Linked DNA regions of Bos taurus: region 1 is linked to region 2. The links are chromatin contacts, called in public Hi-C maps. All regions are on one chromosome and are shown on one strand. Each heading gives the region's core, a stretch centred on a gene start, on an enhancer-like site or on the middle of the called end of the contact. The rest is flanking DNA. Distances are from core to core; before and after follow the strand shown.

The links. A called contact is a pair of places that touch in the nucleus more often than the background predicts.
Region 1: a contact with region 2 is called in a Hi-C map of an unstated tissue, with 7 times the contacts expected there. The contact joins the enhancer-like site here to the promoter of SUSD6 in region 2. A contact is called at or near these places in 4 of 11 Hi-C or Micro-C datasets (blastocyst, skeletal muscle, skin fibroblasts and 1 more).

What each region holds. Positions count from the first base shown.
Region 1 is chr10:81,440,323-81,445,340 of ARS-UCD2.0, reverse strand. No RefSeq gene overlaps it. Among named protein-coding and RNA genes, the nearest start is that of SRSF5, 53 kb to the left of the region's middle. Within about 2 kb of position 2,085, at least 7 of the 102 cell types and tissues checked have an H3K27ac peak or open chromatin away from gene starts, as enhancers often do.
Region 2 is chr10:81,341,609-81,346,719 of ARS-UCD2.0, reverse strand. It overlaps SUSD6 (sushi domain containing 6), which reads right to left and starts at 1,922. Exons shown (of 8, transcript XM_059890907.1): 1 at 1,652-1,922; 2 at 993-1,182.

The DNA of each region.
Region 1 (5,018 bases), core at 836-3,335, 98 kb before region 2:
CCTTTTGCCAAACTGATATGTGAAAAAAATATTACTTCCGATGTTTTAACATGTATCACTCATTATAAGGCAGCTTATTTTCCAACGTTTCTAATGAAAAAGAAACGTGACAAGGAAAAACTATTGTAGTTGGATGTAACCACTGTCCCTTAATTCCGCTTCAAGGAAATGACAGAAAGGGCAAAAACACCTCTCAACATTGAAATGGCTGCCTGGCTGCTGCTGGCAGAAACTTGGTTGCAAGCACTGGGTGTCCCGTCTGTCCCCAAAGAGCTAGTGAACCGGCCCTGTACTAGAGACTTGGACGCGTTCGCGTATCTCTGAGGACGCCCCCTGCAGGCAGGAGCAGGAGCTGGCAGGTTGGCAGCAAGTCATTTATGCTCAGTGCTCTGTTTTTGTAGGGAACAGACTCTGGGACAGGAAGTCTCAGACACTTGTCTATGGGTATCCTGGATTTCTTTCTTGTGATTAAAATAATTAAAGTTTAATCAACCCAGAGGAGAAAGGCATTTCTAATTGTGGCAGATCTTAAGTTTTAGGTTGAAATTGCTCACACTGACCTTCTTTAATTAACCTGCAGAAGTGGCGATTTCAGATGCTTCCTCGTCTTATATGCTGGTGCTTTGCTCCTATAGGTCTCTGTAGCCTGAAGAATGGGCTTTCTATGTGGCTCAGTGGTAAAGAATCTGCCTGCCAATGCGCAAGATACAAGAAACTCAGATTTGATCCCTGGAGTAGGAAATGGCAGTTCATCCCAGTATTCTTGACTGGAAAATTCCATGCACAGAGGAGCCTGGTGGGATGCAGTCCATAGGGTCGCAAAGAGTAGGACACGACTGAATGACTGAGCACACACACACAGCCTGAAGGAACTGCTTCTTCACACTTCCCACCTTATAGCTCCTTGTTGACTTACTCTTCTACCTAGAGTATTAAAATAAAATTCATCCTTTATGACGTAAAGCAAATGGCACCTTCCCTGGGGAATCTTTGCTCATCTCCCAAGAAATGAACTCTTCACTCTTCACTCCCCAGGCACTTTGCGGGTGCTCCAATAGCCTCCTTTAAGTTCTGCCTTAAATTTTAGGCAGCTGTTTAATCTCTTTCTCCCCTATTAGTCTGCAAACTCCTTGAGGACAAAGACTGACTCTTACTCACTGCTGTACTCCTGGGACTTAGTACCAGATTTTGTGTAAAGCTAACTCTAAAAAAAACAGAAACAAAGAAAGAAAGTGAAAGTGAAGTCGCTCAGTGGTGTCCAACTCTTTGTGACCCCATGAACTGTAGTCTATCAGGCTCCTCTGCCCATGGGATTCTCCAGGCAAGAATACTGGAGTGGGTTGCCATTTCCTTCTCCAGGGAATCTTCCCAACCCAGGGATTGAACTGGGTCTTCCACATTGCAGGCAAACGCTTTACCATCTGAGCCACCAGGGAAGCTTTAAAACAACAACAAAAAACTGTTGAGTAAATTGGCAAATGAATGAATGACTAGGAGTGAGAATGGCCATCCCATAAAAAGGCTGCTGCTGCTGCTATTGCTAAGTCGCTTCAGTTGTGTCCAACTCTGTGCAACCCCATAGACAGCAGCCCACCAGGCTCCCCCGTCCTTGGGATTCTCCAGGCAAGGACACTGGAGTGGGTTGCCATTTCCTTCTCCAATGCATGAAAGTGAAAAGCGAAAGTGAAATCACTCAGTCGTGTCCAACTCTTAGTGACCCCATGGACTGCAGCCTACCAGGGTCCTCCATCCATGGGATTTTCCAGGCAAGAGTACTGGAGTGGGGTGCCACTGCCTTCTCCATAAAATGGCTACAGCACCAAATTCTGTAAAAGTCTTCAGAGCTCAATGTTCAAGGGCTTTGAGACCACCCTAGAAGTCACAGCACCAGCCCCCATCCTTGGTGTGTTTGTGTGGAGCCAAAGTCCTTCCTTCACACACCCAAGATCACCTCAGATGCTCAGCCCAGGTCAGCAGGCTGAACCCGCAAGCATGCTGCCTTTTGCTGGAGGCTGGACAACCCACTTCCCCAGCAAGCTCCACGGTGGGGAAGTCCATACTTGCAAAGCCTCCGCAGCTTCCTGCCAAGTTGAGTCGTCAGCCACCCCAGGCTCGGGAACAGTTCAAGTTACCCCAGACAGGCTGTTCAGGACATTCCTGTGTTATGAAATTTCCTTTTCTGGTGGCCCTGGGGCATCATGGGAAATCTGAGATGCCAAACAGCTGTTCACCTCTGGGCGTGGGATGGGACAGTCCCCAAGCCGTGATGCTCCCCTACCTCCACAGAGCTTAGAGCAACAACCTGGGCCTGTCGTTGTGGGAATGTGCCATGTCTATCCAGGTACAGATTCATTTCTTGCCTCAGGAAGTTCTCTCTCTCTCCCAAACCTGGATGTCTTGAACCTCAAACTTGGACAGTTCCAACTTCTTTTAAAATTCAACTTCAGGAATAATGAACAACTATAGATCAAAATGCCATTTTCTTTCAACTGGCTTATTTTTTTAAAAAAAGATAATACCTCATGCTGGACTTCCCTGGTGGTCCAGTGGTTAAGAATCCACCTGCCAATACAACGGGCATGAGTTTGATCCCTCGTCTGGGAAGATCCAACATGCTTAGAGGCAACTAAACCCCTGTGCCACAATTACTGAGCCCACGAGCCTTAGGGCCCACGCTCCGCAACAGAAACAAGGGAAGCCACTGCAATGAGAAGCCTGCACCCCACAACTGGAGAGCAGCCCCTGCTGGTGGCAACTAGAGAAAGTCCCTGTGCAGCAATGAAGATCCAGTGCAGCCAATACATTAAAAAACAAAAACCAAAATAACCCATGCTGGCTGGTGAGGTCACTGGGAAATGAACACTGCTAATGAGATTGTAATTTGGAGTAACTTTCTTGGTGGGCAATTTGAGCTGTCTCAAAAGCCTCTAACATGTGCTTCTTCTGATCTTGCAATTCCATTTCCGGCAGTTTATCCCAGAGAAGTAATTTAAAATACTATCAACCCATTGGCTATAAGAATTAAAAAAAAAATTTGACAACCTAAAAGTCCAGATTACCAATATGATAGGGTCTATGCAACCGTTAAAAATGGTGTCAATGAAATCTTATGATTAGAACATTGTCAGTAGAAGGTGGAATTATGGGTGATTTTAACTTTCTTTCTAAATTTTCTGAAATGACTGTGTGTTACTTTGGCATATTTAAAGATATTTTAAGTAGTCTGAGAAAGCCCTGCCCTGGAGATTGTTACTTTTGTCCTTGTCTGGGAGTCTCGGCTTTCCAAACTGGGAAATGGGGCTTCAGTAGCAGGGTAGAAAATTTATTTTCTCCCCTTCCATCTCCTTTCCAATCTAGGCCAATCACTTCAAAGACAGCCCTTCCCCCAGCAGTTCTGCAGGTTTTGTGGGCTGTTTCTTTTGTTCCTCTCATCTGTCATCAAGAGAAGGGCTGCCAACCTGTGGCTGACCCTGTTTGGACAAAACTCCCTTCCCCAGCATTTCTTACCTGATGGAATATGCTTCTCTCCCATATTCCAGAGAGAGAGATGACTTACCTCTCATTGAAACAAGCGGTCTTGTCTGTGTTTTTTTCTCGTGGAGGAACAACTCTTGCTGCTTGGTGAATTTATTTCTCATCGCATTTTGCATAGCTTAAATGCCTCCTCCCTCAACGCCATGAAGGGCACATCCCAATCCTCTGAGATGAGGGTACCGTATTGTCCTCATGACAGAATGCCATTTCCTTGCTCTGAAATTAAGAGTTCTTCCTCTATCTGAAGCTCACTGCTGAGAACAGACTCTGAAAGGCAGTAGGAAGGGGATGAGGGCCTTGAGAGGCAGGCAGAATCTGATGGGGTGGGAAGTGGGCCGGGAGGGGATCACTCCTTCAGGGCTATCTGGGTTCGAATTCAATTCTGGCTCCACCTTGGGCAAGTCGGTTCACCTCTTTAGGCCTCACTTCCATTCTATGTGATTCAGGGCTCTGAGTTGATACACATGGAACACTTAGAACCCTGCCTGGTGCAGAGTAAGTGCTTTTTTAAGGACCAGCCATTACCACCATCAGACTTCCCTGGTGGCTCAGATGGTAAAGAATCTTCCTGCAATGCAGGAGACCTGAGTTCCATCTCTGGGTTGGGAAGGTCCCCTGGAGAAGGGAATGGCAATCCACTCCAGTCTTCTTGCCTGGAGAATTCCATGGACTGAGGAGCCTAGCGGGCTACAGTCCATGGGGTCGCAAAGAGTTGGACACAACTGAGTGCCTTTCACTTCACTTCCACTATCACCATCACTTCAAAGCTGGACCACTCATCTCTCCACCCCCTTGCAGTTATGGCAGTGTTGCCTGGGCAGACCCTACTGAAGATGGGTGTTCTGAGCTTGAGACTGGGTGTTGGGCACAGATACCCCTAGAATGCTTTTCCACATGACACTGTGTGTAAACACATCTTGACCATTTCCCAGGGGGACAAAACTAAGGGTGGCCTGAATTTTTACCCCGAAGTACCCGGTACATCTTTCTACTCATACCCTTACTACCTGTTGAGTACTGTTGACCTCTCCTACCTGGCAGTGACCTCTTTTCACCTCCTGCTCTTTCAGCTCTAGGTCTCCAGTACTTCCTCTCCCCCTCAGAGAATGGTGTTGCTGTTCACCTCGCTGCTCAAACTACCTTATTCCCCACAGAACCAACAACTTCTTACATGGTCTCTCTCTTATGTATGTTTTTATCCCCGTAAATTCATTCTTCTTAAGAGACAGAGATAGCTTCCGCAAACAAAGTGGAGCTAAGTCATTCTATTGATTAAAACCACGAGGGCACTTCCTGTTGTCCTCAGGAAGAAGTGAAACGCCCCAGCGTGGCTGGCAAGGGTTTCCGACCATTAGCCTCTGTCTGCCTCCTTCAGCGGTCCCTGAGCCCTCTGCCCTCAGCCCCCTGCAGCGGCCCTAGACCCCTTTTGGTTTCTCAAACTCCAAGTGCTTTTCTGTTGCCCACGCAGACGCTGGGTCCTGCCC
Region 2 (5,111 bases), core at 673-3,172:
CGAAGAGACCATTACATGACAGCACAAGTTCAACCACCACATGATGGAGACCAGCCAGGAGACCAGACAAAGTGCTGAGGGCTCATCGTCTGCCAGCCTGCATCTGTAATAGCTCATTCTACCTTTCTTCCTTTCGTTTCTATCTGCCCAAATTCTGACCTTTGAGCAGGCAAGCCTCAAGCAAATAAGCTGAACTCTGCCATCTGACAAAGGGTTTGCTCTGAGGGTTTAAGCACTGCAGGGTGGTGGTGGCGGCGGTGGGGGAGCCCTGGGATGTCTTACTCTGATCAGGGACCTGCCCCATCTAGCTGTAGGTGAGGTTTGGTTTCACAGAACACTTCTACTACAGTATCCAAAAAGCCACTCTGTGGACAGGGATTTCTATTTATCAGGTCTTGTACCAGTACTGTCCCCTATTAACACACTGGGCAAAACTTCCTTAAGCAGCAATGGCCACCAGTGAAAATTAACAACATAATCCAAAATGAGTTGATTTAAAAACTGTGAACTCTGTAAGGAATGGCTGGGTTCTGTCTTATTCACTGCAGTAACCCGAATACCTAGCACACAGTGCCTGGCATATATCCTATATCACAAAAACTTTCGTGAAACTAAAGAAAAGAAAGAATGTATGAACAAGTGAATGTTGTGCAAACATACCATCAATGTGTACCCTGGAGAAAAGAAATAAGGATGCAAGTGATCTGAGAAATAGCCGGAGGAAGTACCTACCACCAGAGGACATTCTATGGGAACAGCAGCATCAGGCCTCCTTGCTGAACTTCCCTCGAGCCAGCTAAAGATGTGTTTTCGACGCTTTTCTCCTGGGTCTCACGGTGCCCCAAACCACCTCCTTCTCCTGACCTCCCTTACGGGGTAACTTTTCCCACTTCAGCTGCCCCCACAGTCACAACCCTGTGGGAGGGTCAGACCGACACCAATATTTGGAGCTTCTAAAAACCAGAAATTAAAAAAAAAAAAAGTCTACATACACAAACAGGAAGTGGTTTCGGTGCGTCTCAGCCCGGATAATAATGAAGTTTTGAGATTAAAGACCAGACGAGACGCGGGAGCTCCATGAAGCTCCGAGGCTTGCACACCTCGGCTCCAAGGTTGTCCTGCGAAGTCCACCATCGCTAAGCCGACCCTGCCCCAGCTCGGGACCCGCCGCTTTCGTTGGCCCTGACGCGAAAACGGTTAACAAGTAATAAAGAAAAGAAAGCCTCTGCCTACCTCCTCTCCTGCGACCTGCAAAGTGCGGTCTCCACCCTGAACTCCGGTCCGGAGCGCGACCCCGCACGACCGGAGAGGCCCCTGGGCAGCGCGCCCCGGTCCCGGCCACCAAGCTCCCGGCCGTAAGCCTGCCGGTCGGTGCTCCTCCCGGCCTTGGCACACAGCCCACCCCGCCAGCCCTCCCGGCCCACGCCAAGCACCGGGGCTCGCCGCCCGGGGAGTTGGGGTGACACCCCGGGGCGCCGGGCCAGGAAGCGCGGACAGCAGCCGACTCGGGGCGGCTGCCCGGGCTCCCCAAGCCGTCCCCCTCCTGGGCTGTGCGCGCCGGCCCCGCGCCCCTGACAGCCGGCCCGGTCGGGCGCTCCTGTGACACAATGCCCGGCCCCGCGCCGCGCCCCCGGCCGCGGTGACAACTCACCGGGGGGACGGCGCGGCGACCTCCGGGAGGGGGGCGCTCGCAGCTTCCGCGGCGCTGGGATCCGCTCCGTCGCCCGCGCGCGCCCGCAGCCCTCTCGGGTCTAGACGAGCCCCCGCGCGCGTGCCGTCGTCTGGCCGGCGCTGCGTGAGGAGGAGGCCGGTGGCAGGGGGACGAGGCTGTCGCCGGCTGAGGAGAATGGAACACCGCGGCGGCAGCAGTGGCAGTGCTCGCGTCACTGGGCCAGCTGTACGGCGCGGGCGGGGGAGGCCGCGGAGGGGGGAGGGGAAGGGGCGGGCGAGGGGCGGGGCCACGCGCGCGCACGTAACGAGCGCCGGCGTCGGCCGCAGCGATCGTCCCGTTGGGGAAAAGGCCCGGCCGGTAGACGGCTGCCAGCACGCACGCGCCGCCGGCCGGCCCGCACGCCTCACGCCTCGCGGCAGGCGAGACAGAGGAAGAAAGGGAGTTCTTAAAGGGACCGTCACGCCGACTCCGCCAGAGTAGACTGGGAGGAGGTGTTGCGGGCTGACTGCGACGGCTTTGCGCTTAGCCTCTCAGTTCTTCTGCTCTTATTGTTTGTATTATTATTTGTATTATTCGGCTAGGATTTATTTTTTTGGAGTACTGTTATTTGCAAAGGATTGGTTTGCTCTCCGGTCGACTAGGCGCTTTCGTTCCTGCTGCCTTAGCTTAGGACTTAGGAATCTCTCTTCAGGCCCGTCGCTAAGCTGTTGTTTTTGTTGTTGTTGCGAAGCCTACCAGCATCAGATTGTCTCGGGGGTAGGGGTGTAAAAATGCAGATTTAGGGTCCCTCGTTCAGCCATTCTGATTCAGAAAGGCTACGACTGGAGTGTTTAAGCCGTTAGTGTTAAAAATCTATTTTAACAGGCTTTCCTAAAAGGGATTCCTCGGCATTCTAAACGCACGCAACGGATCTCAAAGTTCAGAAAACAAGTTCAGCGCGAGGGCTGTCAGAGTCGGCTATAGTACCCCGCCGCACTCCTGGCTTTATTTCCCAGCCTGAGCTTTGTCTCCCAGGGCTATTTTCCAACATACAGTATGCAACCAGTTTGAGCACTTTATAGTTATAGCATCTCTCTCTATATATAGGTGGTCCCCCTGCGGCCATAGGAGATAAGTCCTCTGCTTGTGTTTACAGGGCTTTATTGTTGTTGTTTTAGTAGCTAAGTCGTGTCCCATTCTTGCAACCCCATGCACTGAAGCCCACCAGGCTGCTCTGTCCATGGGATTTCCCAGGCAAGAATACTGAAGTGGGTTGCCATTTCCTTCTCCAGGAAGATCTTCCCAACCCTGGGATGAAATCTTATCTCCTCTATGCGCAGGCAGATTCTTTATCACTGCGCCACCAGAGAATAACCCCTTAATGACAAAAAGTTTTGATTTTATATCTTTGCGTCCCAGGGTCTTGAACAATACTTGTCTCAGGGGTGCTCAATTAATGTTGAGGCGTTCCTACTTGATAGGCAGTGCCAGAGTCTGGGCTTGGACTCAGAGCCTCTGCTGCAACTTGGGTCAGGCAGGTTCTCAGGGTCTCTCACCCAGCCCAATTCTGCTAGCTTCTCTAAAAAAGTGCTGTGATTAACAAGTCAAATGTTTGAGGTAGTTCAAACAAAGCAAGCAGAATGTCCACCACCAAGCATACACACCTATCCCAAGGAAACCCTGGAGAAGGCAATGGCACCCCACTCCAGTACTCTTGCCTGGAAAATCCCATGGACAGAGGAGCCTGGTAGGCTGCAGTCCATGGGGTCGCTAAGAGTTGGACAGGACTGAAGCGACTTGGCAGCAGCAGCAAGGAAACCCTCCCATTCTGGGGCCTGCATTACCGCTGCTGCTTCCTTTTCCATAAGTCTGTCCTTGTTCTGCCTTCTTTGCTCCCTAAGTTCTGTTAAAGAGAAAACCCACAGGCCCAAAATGGCGTCACTTGTGCTAAAGCCCATGATTCCAAAGCTAGATTTAATACCGAGCCCAATTGCAGTTTCAATCTTTACCATAAATGTAATCTTAACGAGTTTGGAATTTTCTGGTTGGCACCAATGAGAAGCTGTCACATAATAATCTGTCACAGGGACCCTCTCCATTCCCGAAGAGAAGAAGAAACCATCTACATAGTAAAACCCTTGGCACTTCTCCCCCCCACCCCCCAACTTTCATTTCTTTTAACAATAGGTCCCTTGCCCCACCCTTTTTCCTGTAAAAAACCTTCCATTTTGTACAGCCCCTCTGAGTGCCCTTATAGTTGCTAGATGGGGTTCTCCCTGATTCCTGAACCATTGAATAAAGTCAATTAGATCTTCAAAGTTATTGGGTTGAATTTTGTTTTTTAACATCCGAGATCCAGACTCACTGCAGAAGTTGGACACCCTCCCTCCCTGCTCAATTTCCTCCTCTAACAAACTGGAAAATTCTTAAAGAGGTGGGAATACTGGACCACCTTACCTGCCTCCTGAGAAACCTGTTAGAAAAGGCAGAGGAACCAGAGATCAAATTGCCAACATCCGCTGGATCATGGAAAAAGCAAGAGAGTTCTAGAAAAACATCTACTTCTCCTTTATTGACTATGCCAAAGCCTTTGACTGTGTGGACCACAACAAACTGTGGAAAATTCTTAAAGAGATGGGAATACCAGACCACCTGACCCGCCTCTTGAGAAATCTGTATTCAGGTCAGGAAGCAACAGTTAGAACTGGACATGGAACAACAGACTAGTTCCAAACAAGGAAAGGAGTATGTCAAGGCTGTATATTGTCACCCTGCTTATTTAACTTATATGCAGAGTACATCATGAGAAACACTGGGCTGGATGAAGCACAAGCTGGAATCAAGATTGCCAGGAGAAATATCAATAACCTCAGATATGTAGATGACATCACCAAGCAAAGAAGAACTAAAGACCCTCTTGATGAAAGTGAAAAAGGAGAGTGAAAAAGGTGGCTTAAAACTCAACATTCAGAAAAGTAAGATCATGGCATCTAGTACCATCACTTCTGGCAAATAAATGGGGAAACAGTGGAAACAGTGACAGACTTTTTTGGGGAGGCTCCAAAATCACTGCAGATGGTGACTGCAGCCATAAAATGAAAGCTCCTTGCTCGTTGGAAGAAAAGTTATGACCAACCTAGACAGCATATTAAAAAGCAGAGACATTACTTTGCCAACAAAGGGCTGCCTAGTCAAAGCTATGGTTTTTCCAGTAGTTGTGTATGGATGTGAGAGTTGGACTGTAAAGAAAGCTGCTGCTGCTGCTAAGTTGCTTCCGTTGTGTCCAACTCTTAGCGACCCCATGGACGGCAGCCCACCAGGCTCCTCTGTCCATTGGATTTTCCAGGCAAGAGTACTGCAGTGGGGTGCCATTGCCTTCTCCAAATAATGGCATTTACACTACACTAAAACAAAAGTTTTAAACTAACACACACTCAAAACATATCACTTCCTAATTTTA